Regions from separate parts of the Mus musculus genome. Here all the other regions are linked to region 1. A link is a contact called in public HiChIP or PLAC-seq and Micro-C data. All regions are on one chromosome and are shown on one strand. The core of a region is the stretch at or near the end of the contact, and the rest is flanking DNA. Distances in the headings are between cores, read along the strand shown. Region 1 has its middle 40 kb from the start of Cdk14. Region 2 overlaps Cdk14 (cyclin-dependent kinase 14). Region 3 overlaps Cdk14 (cyclin-dependent kinase 14).

Region 1 (3,680 bases), core at 698-3,197:
CCAAGGTAACTTCTAAAAGAAAGTGTTTAATTTTGGGCTCATGGTTTCAGGGGGTTAGAATTCATGACCGTCATGCTGGGGAGTGTGGCAGCAGGCGTGGCACTGGAACAGTAGCCAAGAGCACACACCTTGATCTGCAAGTGGTAGGCAGAGAGAACTAAGTGGGGATGACATGGGCTTTTGAAGCCTCAAAGTCAGTGACACACCTCTTCCAACAAGGTCACACCTCCCAGTCCTTCTAAAGCAGTTCCACCAACTGGGGAACAAGTATCCAAATGTGAGTTTACGAGGGCCATTATCATTTAATCTACCATAGCTCATTTTAATTTTATGTGTTGGCTCCACACATGTATGCATACATATATGTATATCTAGCATGGGTGTTAGAAGAGGGTATTGGGTCCACTGGGACTACAGTAATAGTAGTCAGACACCATGTATGCTGCCTGAGTCCTCCATCCAACCCAGAGTCATCCTTGGGGGCAGTGGATGAGAAAGTTCGAAATCAATGGCTCAGATTCTGGGAGCAAGTAAGACCAGGGCAGCAAGTACATTTATTAATTCTCAGGGAGCAATCTTTATACCCTCCACTTGTGTCCCATTGGTCCCAAACAAGCATGGCCTCCAAGTGGCAGTTCCTGATTGGCTGCCATTTCATCACCAATCTCTAGGCTCTCAGGCAAGTTTTAGTTGGCCCTCATGCAGAAGTTGCCTCTATAAGGCTAAGTATCCCAGATTTTTTTTTCTCACAGAATTTTGGTGCTAGTGATATAAGTTTCTACCAAGACTTCTCTTGTTGGGTAGCCGGTGTTTGTCCTCTCCTTGGGACTTCACCTAGCCACTCTGTTCCTGCCAGGGTCTAAATGTCCTCTTAGGAAGGCGCTGGTCCTACTGGGTTAGAGCATATCCTGATAATCTCATTTTAACCTTAAAGATCTTATTTCCAAAACAGTTATATTCCTAGGTATTGAAGATTAGGAATTCAACATAAGAATTTTCAGGTAGCTGTGGATATAGCTCATTCAGTAAAGCACTTGTTAAAGGAATGTAAATATATCAGATACACATGTATATATGTGCATATTATACACATAAATCTATCTAAATACATATTTATATCTATATGTTTATAAAAATATCTATCTTATATCTATCTATCTATCTATCTATCTATCTATCTATCTATCTATCTATCTATCTATTTCTATATCTATCTCTGAGAGAGAAAAAGAGAGAGAGAGAGAGAGAATCAGATGTGGTGGTGTTTGTGATCCTACTACTGGGAAGGCAGAGACAGGTCAATCCCTGGGGCTCACTGGTCAGCCAGCCTAGCCTGTCTGGCAAGATCCAAGTCAGTGAGAGGCCCTGTCTCAAGGGAAAGAAAGGTAGATATGGAAGCCAGAGGACTAACGTCCAGTGTTATTCCTCAGATGCTATAGGACTCTCTCTCACACACACACACAGAGAGAGAGAGAGAGAGAGAGAGAGAGAGAGAGAGAGAGAGAGAGAAAGAGAGAGAGAGGGAGGGAGAGGGAGAGCCAACGCCACTTACGCCCCTGTGACAGAGCTTCAGAAAAAGCTGTCACCTGAAAATCTCAGTTACAGACCAAGCCTGCATTAGACTTCCTTTCTGGGCCCTGGTCTGCTTTTCTGGATCACATTATCATCAGTAAGTTCTACTTACTATTTCTGGTCACATTGCTTTGGTCAAAGGGGAGTCATAGGCCCATTGCTGGCTATAAGATGGCTGACAAACGAGCTACATATTCCTGAGTTTAGCAGAAAATACGGTTTATTTTGGGCCAAAGGAGGCATAGATATTAGGGGACACTTAATAGAGTCAGGCTTTTATTGCTGAGATCTAAAAATATCCCCCTAAAGGTCAAGTGTTGAAGGCGTGGTCTGTGGTCAGTGTGGTGAGTCAGAAGTGACTAAAACCTTAGGAGGTGAGCTCAGCAGAGGAAGTAAGTCACTGGGTGGGGTGTGGAGGCATGGCGCCCTCGGTCCTTCCGCGGCTCTTTCTGCTTGTGCCTTTGCTACTGAGTGTGAGCAGCTCTCCTCCTCTATACACTTCTGCCCTGATGTTCCACCTCAGGTTACAGCAAGACTCGAGTGCAGTGCCACAGCACCAGGTTCAATACCGAAAGGGAAGCGGCAAGGGGAACCTGAAGACTGCTGTGGAGGAAGGGACTGAAGAGCTAGAGGTACACAGAAAAACGGAAAGAGGAAGAAGCTTTTAAAGCCTGACTCTGGCCCTTCCTGTTAGAGCTGTGCCTTAGTTCTGCTTTTAAAAACTCTAAATTGCGTATAAATTCCAGTTTGAGTTTCCGTTAAGCGTGACTTTTCTACCATATCACCCAATCACCTACCAAGCACATACTGGCTTTCAATGAATAATTCAGAGAAATGGGCCTCACTGTTTATCCTTATTGGAAAATAATTGCTATAATAACAAGTGGGAAACAAGTCTGATGGCTGCATGATAATGCCTGTTGATATTTCAGCTGTGTAGCTACAAATGAGAACTACCCTAATCCTAACCCTAACAAGTAATTTGGGCTTGATCATTGCATAACCAAAAGGTTTGCAAGCATTCCATGTCTCTTCAAATGCACCTTACTTGACTTTAAAGTTGTTTTTAGTTGAACAGAATTCTGCTGCAAGCTAAAGCAAATTATACAGTAGGCAGAACACCCTTTCCATATCAAATAGCTTTGTTCATTCAGAAAGTAGATCATCCTGTCAGCAATTCCTATGTGTGATGACTGGATTTGAAGAAGTCTTGCTGGTCATTTGTTGTCTTACTACCAAGAATGACTCAATCATGAGTCAAGCACTCATTTTCCTCCAGTTTCCCTGTGTAATGTTTCAAATGTTTCCTGTTCCTTGGCATAATTTACTGAAATGAAACTAGAACAAGATCTTTTCATCAGATAGAGTGGAAACAATTCACCATTTAGATGAAGAAAAAAAAAAACAATAGACGCCTGCCCAGACCTCACACTGTGGACAGCAGTGATTTGAGAAGGATCAGAGATCTGGAGAAAAAAGTTGAAACTGTCCTCTTTCTTAAAGCAATCATAGGAAGCTTTGGTGGTGACGATTTTTAAAGGAAAACACAGCGGTAGCCATTAAAGGGAAAGGGGCACCAAGACTATGCCTGCAGGGGCTTGAGACCTTTAAGGCCAGGCTGCTCTTGGAAAGAACCTGAATTCATCCTTAGCACCCACAGCAAAGGACTCACAACCACCGGGAGCTGGAGTCTGCGGAGCCTCCCTGCTGGGACAGGCTGTTCTTCATCTCACATAGGGGACATGGAGGACAGATCACACAGCCTGCGCCAGGCTGTTCTTCTCTCTCTCTCTCTTTTTAAAAATTAGATATTTTCTTCATTTACATTTCAAATGCTATCCGGAAAGTACCCTATACCCTCCCCTCACCCTGCTCCCCAACCCACCCACTCCCGCTTCCTGGCCCTGGCATTCCCCTGTACTGGGGCATAGAATCTTCACAAGACCAAGGGCCTCTCCTCCCAATGATGGCCGACTAGGCTGTCTCCTACTACATATGCAGCTAGAGACGTGAGCTCTGGGGGTACTGGTTAGTTCATATTGTTGTTCCTCCTATAGGGTTGCAGATCCCTTCAGCTCCTTGGGTGCTTTCTCTAGCTCCTCCATTGG
Region 2 (3,680 bases), core at 394-2,893, 120 kb after region 1:
TCTTCAGTGATCAGCAGCACAGACACAGATCCCCGCCTTTGTTGGCTTTGCATTTCAGTGAGGAGAAGGGTTGGGAGACATTGCTGTCCACCCAGCATATTAATACACTCGTTTAGAAGAAAGAAATGTATCCGAGGAGACAGGTAGTGGCGGCGGCCCAGGAGGGCATCTGCGAGGAAAGGATTTTAGCCAAATGGCCAAAGGCCGAGAGGGATACATAGAGATGTCAGGAGAAGAACATGCCTTGCAGGAAGAATAGCCAGGGCAAAGACCCTGTTGTTCTTGTAGGACGGGGTGGGGTGGGGTGTCAGTGAGTGAGGTGATAGTGACCAGATGTGCTACATGCCACTCATAGATATGTCAAGGTCTTTGAATAAAAAAGTAACAAGGCACAGAGAAAACCAGGGAGCCAGCCCTACATCCTGTTTCCCCCCCCTTCTAGCTGTGTATCAAATTTGTTTTTTTTTTTTTAAATGTGCTTCAAGTTTTCAATATTTAAAAAAAAATTAAGTCAAGGTGATGCACTCAGGTACATGTTTATGATTTATTGTTTAATTTATAAGCAGATATTTTAGGATGTCATTCTAAATTGGTTGCATTGCTATTTAATTTGGAAGCAAGTAAGAGAAGAGCTCATTAGATTCAGTGGCTTGACACATACTTAAATGCTCAATGTAACAATCAGAAATGGCGAGCCTTGTGGTTTGTAATCACGTTGCAGCAATCCAAGCTGCTGCTGCTGAACCCCAAAGCTTAGTTCCCTCTATCTGCCCATCCTGCACCCCCAATATTATCAGTTCCTCAAAACTTACCATGAAGCTTGGGCTGCTTGTAATGCTTAATGTCAGATTCATTCTTTTTGAGGGGTTGGGGAGGTCAATTGTACCTTAAAATCAGGCTTCCAAAGTCCTGTGATCATTTTCAAAGTCTTACTGTGCTATAAACGGTTTCTTGTTTGCTTATTTAAAGACAGTGGGGTGCTGTTTTAAATCACGATTTCAGTTCTATTGTGAAAATACACCCTACTAGGCACTTAAGGGGGGGGACTCTCTCTTTTATAGTTACCTAGGAGGAACCCATTGAGTGACTCCACCTTGTGGGCATGATGGAAGAGAATACATAATGTACTTTGCTGAGAGCTGCCCTTTCTTATGAGCCCAGCAGCTGCTGTGCTCATACGTAGATGCATAGGTAATCAGAGTTAACTCAAGTTAGTGCATAAGAAGATGGGGCGGAGGGGGCTGTTCCATTTGTATAACATTTGTGAATCTTGTGCCTTTGTGTCATGGAAGTTGGGGATGAGAACTAGTTTTGGGAAGGTCAGGTCTCTGTGGGTTACAAATCAGTGCCCTACTTCATCAAGTGTTATTGTTTTAGGTTGCCAGGGAAATGGATTAGGAAGATGCCCACTGGTACTAGCTGTGTGGCTGGCAGGCAGCTGGTCCCTGTGTGTCTCTTGGGTAGAGTCAACAGTTGGGTCAGAGAGGCTGTGACTCAGCGAGTGTAAACATTTGTTTAGTTTAAATGATTAGCAGAGCTCCTGCCTGGTTATTAGCTGATGATAAGGGTAATGTGGGGGCAAGTCACAGTTCTCTCCTGGCTGGAGAGCAGTGGTATTAGATGCATATGCTGCAGTGTTAGGATGAAACAAAGATGCTGGGTTCTAAGAGGGACCAGGAGAGGTGTGGAGGTGTTAGTTTGCCAGACTCATGCTTTGGGAAATTGGGTGAGTTAGTTTGCCTACACATAGGTAGGCAAGGGAACAAAAGGCCCCATGCTAAAGTTTAAGAAATAAAAAATAGCTGGGTGGTGGTGGTGCATGTCTGTAATCTCACAGTGGATCTGTGATTTTGAAGCCAGCTTGCATCCCGAGCTTTTGTCCCCACTGGCAACAACACGCTCAGGACAACCGGAATCTTCTGCGGCAAAAGCTTTATTGCTTACTTCTTCAGGAGCAAGAGGAGAAGAGAGACGAATGGCAAAACCCTGTCCCTTTTGTGGAGGATTGTCCTTCGCCTCAGACGTGTCGCTCCCTGATTGGCTGCAGCCCATCGACCGAGTTGTCGTCACGGGAAGGCAGAGCACATGGAGTGGAAAACTACCTGGCACATGCGCAGATTATTTGTTTACTACTTAGAACACAGGATGTCGGCGCCATCTTGTAATGGTGAATGTGAGGGCGGCTCCTCACAAGCTTGATCTACAGAGAGAGTTCCAGGATAGCCAGGATGACAGAAAAACCCTGTCTCAAGAAAACCCCAAACAAACAATGAACAAGAAAGAGAAAGAGAGGAGGAGAAGGGGGAGGGAGAGAGAGGAAGAGGAGGAGGAGGAGGGAGAGGAGGTAAAGGAAGAGGAGGAGGAGGAGGAGGTAGAGGAGGAGGAGGAAGAGGAGGAGGTGGAGGTAGAGGAGGAGGAGGAGGTAGAGGAGGAGGAGGGAAGGAGAAAGGCATTACCATGTGTATTATACTTGGTTTGGGTCTTTGTTTCCCAGCATTATTGAAATGAACTGAGACCCCTCATTCCTCTATGTAATGTCCTTCTTCAGGCTGATAGTAAGTAATTACTTTGTGTTTTTGTGAGCCTGTGTCACACAGTAACACATTTCATCCATTTAGAGGGACAGGATGGGCATGGGATTTAATGAAGGGGTGTATATAAGCTTATATAAGTGTATATATAAATGTATATAAGCGCTCGCTGGTTCATCATACCTTTGTCTGCCTGCCCATTCACTGCTTTGTGTTGGGCACGGTCTTTTATGTGCCCAGTGCTCAGAATGCAAACACAGCCTAGTGCCTTGAGAAGGGTGGGCAGACTTCTGTATTCTAGATAAAAGGGACAAGAGACTAGCTGTCATTAAAACAAAAATGGAAGCAATTACATTAGGAGGCACTGTAAAGAGTCACTTGAGCCATTCTTTAGGGATATAGCTTAGGGATATGTGATCAATTTCAAATCTGTTAACTGATTGCAGCCTGAATTAAAGTACGTTGAGCTATACAGTCAAACTGAATGTTTCAAATATTGTTTCTTACACCTTACCAAAGCATTTCTATTTATTTTCCATCAATGACTTGTTGAGATAGGAATATACTGTCTCTTGAATGGCCTGTAGTAGAGGTTATCCTTTCTGAGTAAATGTGAATCTTGTTACATTGTTTGGCAGCTGTTTCTTCCGAGGACCTCTTGAAACATCAGTGTCCAGAGCAGTTCATTTTACACGAGTGTTATAGGTGCGACAAGTGTAATAGTGCACACCTATAGTCTTAACACTTGATACATAGTCATAAAGATCACACGTTCCAGGCCAACCTGGGCTGTAGAATTCATTTTAGGCCAGCCTGGGCTGTGTACAGTGTTCCTGTCTCAAAAAACAAAGACAAGCAAAATAAAGGAAAATAAGCCCCAACTACTATAAGTCATATTGCAAACAATGGGAAAAACAGTCGACTGATAGAATTTTCTACATTGTGCACTGTGAGTGTGTAAGGAACACTATTCAGTGATTTTCTATATTGTGTGCTGTGAGTGTGTAAGGAACACTATTCAGTGAGCTAATTGGTTTTATGAATCATCTCATTTACTACCAGCTGTGGCTTATGATTTCCTATGTAGGCCATTGAATCTCATTTAAAAACAGTTTTATTTTTTTAAATGAGTTTTAGTTATATAGATTC
Region 3 (3,680 bases), core at 850-3,349, 100 kb after region 1:
TGTCCCCAGTTGGAATGATTGATAGCTTGTGTATATTAACATTTGAAGCACTTGCTGAGAAGGTCTATCTGCTGAGTGACTTGTACTGTACATAAGGATAATGGCACACGAGGAAGCATAGTTATATGAACTGAAGAATCAGAGGAGAGCATTAAGGACCCAAATAACCAGGCAGCAATGCCATTAGCGCTACCTCTGTTCTTCAGGGCAGTGGACTGACTCAGCCTTTCTATGTCTACCAGAGGGCCTGCGCACGTCTTTACTGCACACTTACCCTTTTGCAGTTTGTAAAACTCTATTTTGGGGAGGTGCATTTGGAACATGGCAGTGGAGAAGAAAGGCCCAGCTCTTGTCTGTCCAGAACCCCCTTACTGTGTGTCCGGGGAGAGCAGCAGCAGTATTAACAGTGAGAAGGGGTGAAAGCAAGTGAGTCCTGGTGCGGTAGATACTGTGCTTAGATACGTGCAGGGGGACAAGGGTGCTCCCTAGACACAGGCTTTGAACATCTTTTCCTCTTATTTAATATTTGTATCTCCAGTTAGTAGTGTTTTACAAGTGATGAATCTGAGGCTAAAATGTCAACTCATTTGCTCAAAGACATACATTGGTAGAGTGACAGAAATTAGGATTTTGACTGATCTCAAAATAGTGAAGATGCCTCTTATCTGGGGCTGCATTGTTTCTGTGAGTGTCGTGAGATGGTCTGATGTCTTCTCCATGCTGCTCTTAGCTCTGAATTGACCCACCCCTCAAATCTACAAATCTGCAAACAGTTGGGATGAATGAAAGGGCCAGTCCTGCTGACCCAAACCTGCAGGAGCCGCAGGAGACAGGGCAACAACAGGATAAGCAGGAGTCCTAATGAAGATCCTCTAGTAATGGTGTCAAGTCATGGAAGCAGAGATCTCGAACCAGACCGATGCCTCACTGCAATGGACATTTGCAAGTAGAGATGTGTGGACAGAGGACAGACTGTGGGACACACTGTGGATTTCACCAAGAAACACCTGTACCTAATATCCTGCAGCCGGATTTGAGCAGTGAGAAGAATTTAGGAGCTCAGAGGCAAGTGCAGGACACTGGATGTTTATTTCTTCTGCTCCTCTTTGTCAGTTCCTACCTGTTTCTCTATAGCTTTCCCTGTGTCTCTCTGCGGCCCGCCCTCCCTTCTCTCAGTACTTGCTCCTTGCCTGAACTTCAGCAATTCTCTCACTCTTTGACCCTCTCAGAACCATTTGCTAGTGATAACCTTGTCTGCCTATGTTTTCTTTCATTACTTTACTTTTTTCTTTTCTTCTTAACCGTTTTATTGATTCTTTGTGAGTTTCACAGCATGTACTTCAGTCCACTCATCTGCCTGAGGAAAGAAGAATTTTGGGGGCAAACTACTGATTTTCAGATGAGTAATACAATTTCTAATCCTGTAAATGGAATTTGTTGATCTGGTCAAAGCCATCGGCAAATGCTGACCTCTTACATTATTAATCACATATTTGTGTGTAAGCTGAGAATTAGAGGTGAGATGCTTGCTGATTATCTGATATAAATCAGTGTAAATACTTACCTACTTCATAACCTTACATGAGTGATGCATTTCAGAGTGAAAGCTCTATACACATTTCACATGCAGATCTGGAGTGTGACCACATCTTTGGGATGCTAATATGGCTCCTGCTTGCTGTGGAGTAGGCAAAAGGGCATTCATTCTTCATGGTTTCCTGTGGCCATTAGTAATTCTGCCAGGGGGTTGGACATCCTGGGACTTTGCCAGCCTTTCTTCAGAGAGATTGACTCATGTTGAAAGATCTTGGAGTTCCTGTGGTCTGTTAGTTCTTCTGGTTTGTTGCTTGTGGTGTGAGCCAGCACACATACATTCCCAGCTGAAAATCTAACTTGCAGGGGCTTAATTCTAGTGAAGTTACCTCAGCTCTTTTTTTTTGCATTTTAGAGAATAGCAAGCCCCTCATGCTGCTTGGGGGTCTTGCAAACATAGATTAGCCCATCTTTTTAGAACATTTACAGCTCTCAGGGGAAAGTGCTTTGCAACTTGGCAGGCATAATTACTAGTATACGACAGCTGGAATAAGGCAAACCAAATGTACCCTCTTGAAAACCAAACGCTAACCCCTTTCTTCTGGGGCCTCCTTTGCTTCCTTCAGAGGGCTTGACTGTGAAAGCTTTGGAGCTGCAATGGGGGAGTTTTAAAATTATTATCCAATGTTCCACCATAAGTCTGACCTTAATATTTTGGCATCTGAAGCTCAGTATGTCATACACAGTGGTCTAGGATCTTGCTGGACGAAGCCAACAAGTGCTTTCATTTTAGTTTGTGGGGGCTTGGAGCCTCTTGAGCTGGCCCCGCCCTGTTCCCAGGAACACTCGGTGAGCACTGCTGTCTGTGTGACTGAGAGAAAGTGAGAGCGAGGAACAACTTTCTACTTCCTTGTTCTTACTCCAAGTCACAAACAGGAAGTGTTTTTTATACTTATAACAAAACTAGCAATAATGAGGAAAATATTTTGTAGACAATTACTGGCAAAAATTGATAATTTTTTGTTGCTCTTGGATATTTAAGCCCCCTGTTGACATCAACCAGGTCACGCCACACAGAAAGTGGTATTTCAAAATGTTTTCTAAGAGATTTATTGATAAAGATTAGTGCCATAAACATTCGGTTGTTAGCGATGACTGCTCCTATGACAGTATCTCACTTCCTTAATGACTTCGTTTTGTGGAATGAAGAGACTATCATAGTTTTACATGCTGAGAGAGCTTACTCAGCACTCTGGATCATTAACTATGATCAGGACTTTGGTTGCAAGTTTATTTTTGTTTCTTGCTCAAAGAGGTGTGTGTGTGTGTGTGTGTGTGTTTGTTTTCAATGCAATTTGTTAATCCAATCTTTTCTTCATGTTTTTATTTTCTTATGCAACCCTGGGTAGAGAATGTTAGAAACTGAAGCTAGAATAAAGGCCTAAGGGCTGGTATGAACCCTGATAGTTAATCTGAATATCTTTACTTCTCTAGAGCCGTGGTGGCAGAGATGTCCTGGATCCCTGTCAATGACCATTTTATATTTTCTAGACCCGTGCTGTGTAATAGTGCCCCTTTTGTATAATTCTTACTGTCCACTCTGTAAAAGGTGGCTTTTGGGACTGAAGAACTGAACTGTTAACGTTAGTTCACTTAGGTAACCGCATGCTGCCAGTGGCTGCTTTAGGGAAGAGCACAGCTCTAGGGAGTCATTTGTTTTCCCAAGGCTTGCCTTAAGCTTTAACTAATGGCCTGCTGGACTTAGCGACTAAAGTACAAACGTTTAATTTCTGGCTGTTTTTAGTCAGGGTCTTCTGTATCTCCGACTGCCTTTGACTTCACTGTGTAGCTGAGGATGTCCTTGAATGTCTCCATCCTCCTGCCTTACCTCTCGGGTACTGGGATTACAGGTGTGAGCCATTGCATGGGGCTTAGCGTGAGAAGTTATTGTCTGGCCTTGTTACTCCATGCTAAGAATGTCGCTGAATATTTAAGTTTTACCACAAATGTGAACACTATGAGCTCTCTTTACACTGTAAGGGAGCCAGGGACCACAGAGCAAGAGTAGCTCCGCTAGGGCCATAGATCCAGCGGACGTCCGCTAGGGCTATAGATCCAGCGGATGGCTTTGGTCTTGTTTTGCTACA

The links. A called contact is a pair of places that touch in the nucleus more often than the background predicts. HiChIP or PLAC-seq counts read pairs in DNA pulled down with a chosen protein or histone mark.
Region 2: an HNF4G HiChIP or PLAC-seq map of pancreatic cancer cells shows a contact between it and region 1. The contact joins two enhancer-like sites. A contact is called at or near these places in 1 of 484 Hi-C or Micro-C datasets (bone marrow-derived macrophages), 1 of 115 datasets of contacts at active chromatin or transcription factors (pancreatic cancer cells) and 3 of 9 other capture datasets (adipose tissue, liver and pancreatic islet).
Region 3: a contact with region 1 is called in a Micro-C map of macrophages, with 3 times the contacts expected there. The contact joins two enhancer-like sites. A contact is called at or near these places in 2 of 484 Hi-C or Micro-C datasets (bone marrow-derived macrophages and macrophages), 1 of 115 datasets of contacts at active chromatin or transcription factors (heart atrium) and 3 of 9 other capture datasets (adipose tissue, liver and pancreatic islet).

What each region holds. Positions count from the first base shown.
Region 1 is chr5:5,418,593-5,422,272 of GRCm38.p6, reverse strand. No RefSeq gene overlaps it. Among named protein-coding and RNA genes, the nearest start is that of Cdk14, 40 kb to the right of the region's middle. Within about 2 kb of position 1,947, at least 179 of the 459 cell types and tissues checked have an H3K27ac peak or open chromatin away from gene starts, as enhancers often do. A contact at or near this core is called in adipose tissue, bone marrow-derived macrophages, macrophages and 1 more, where this site is marked.
Region 2 is chr5:5,298,249-5,301,928 of GRCm38.p6, reverse strand. The region is part of intron 2 of Cdk14 (cyclin-dependent kinase 14); the gene reads left to right. Among named protein-coding and RNA genes, the nearest start is that of Gm30151, 71 kb to the left of the region's middle. Within about 2 kb of position 1,643, at least 25 of the 459 cell types and tissues checked have an H3K27ac peak or open chromatin away from gene starts, as enhancers often do. A contact at or near this core is called in pancreatic cancer cells, where this site is marked.
Region 3 is chr5:5,319,065-5,322,744 of GRCm38.p6, reverse strand. The region is part of intron 2 of Cdk14 (cyclin-dependent kinase 14); the gene reads left to right. Among named protein-coding and RNA genes, the nearest start is that of Gm30151, 50 kb to the left of the region's middle. Within about 2 kb of position 2,099, at least 123 of the 459 cell types and tissues checked have an H3K27ac peak or open chromatin away from gene starts, as enhancers often do. A contact at or near this core is called in adipose tissue, bone marrow-derived macrophages and macrophages, where this site is marked.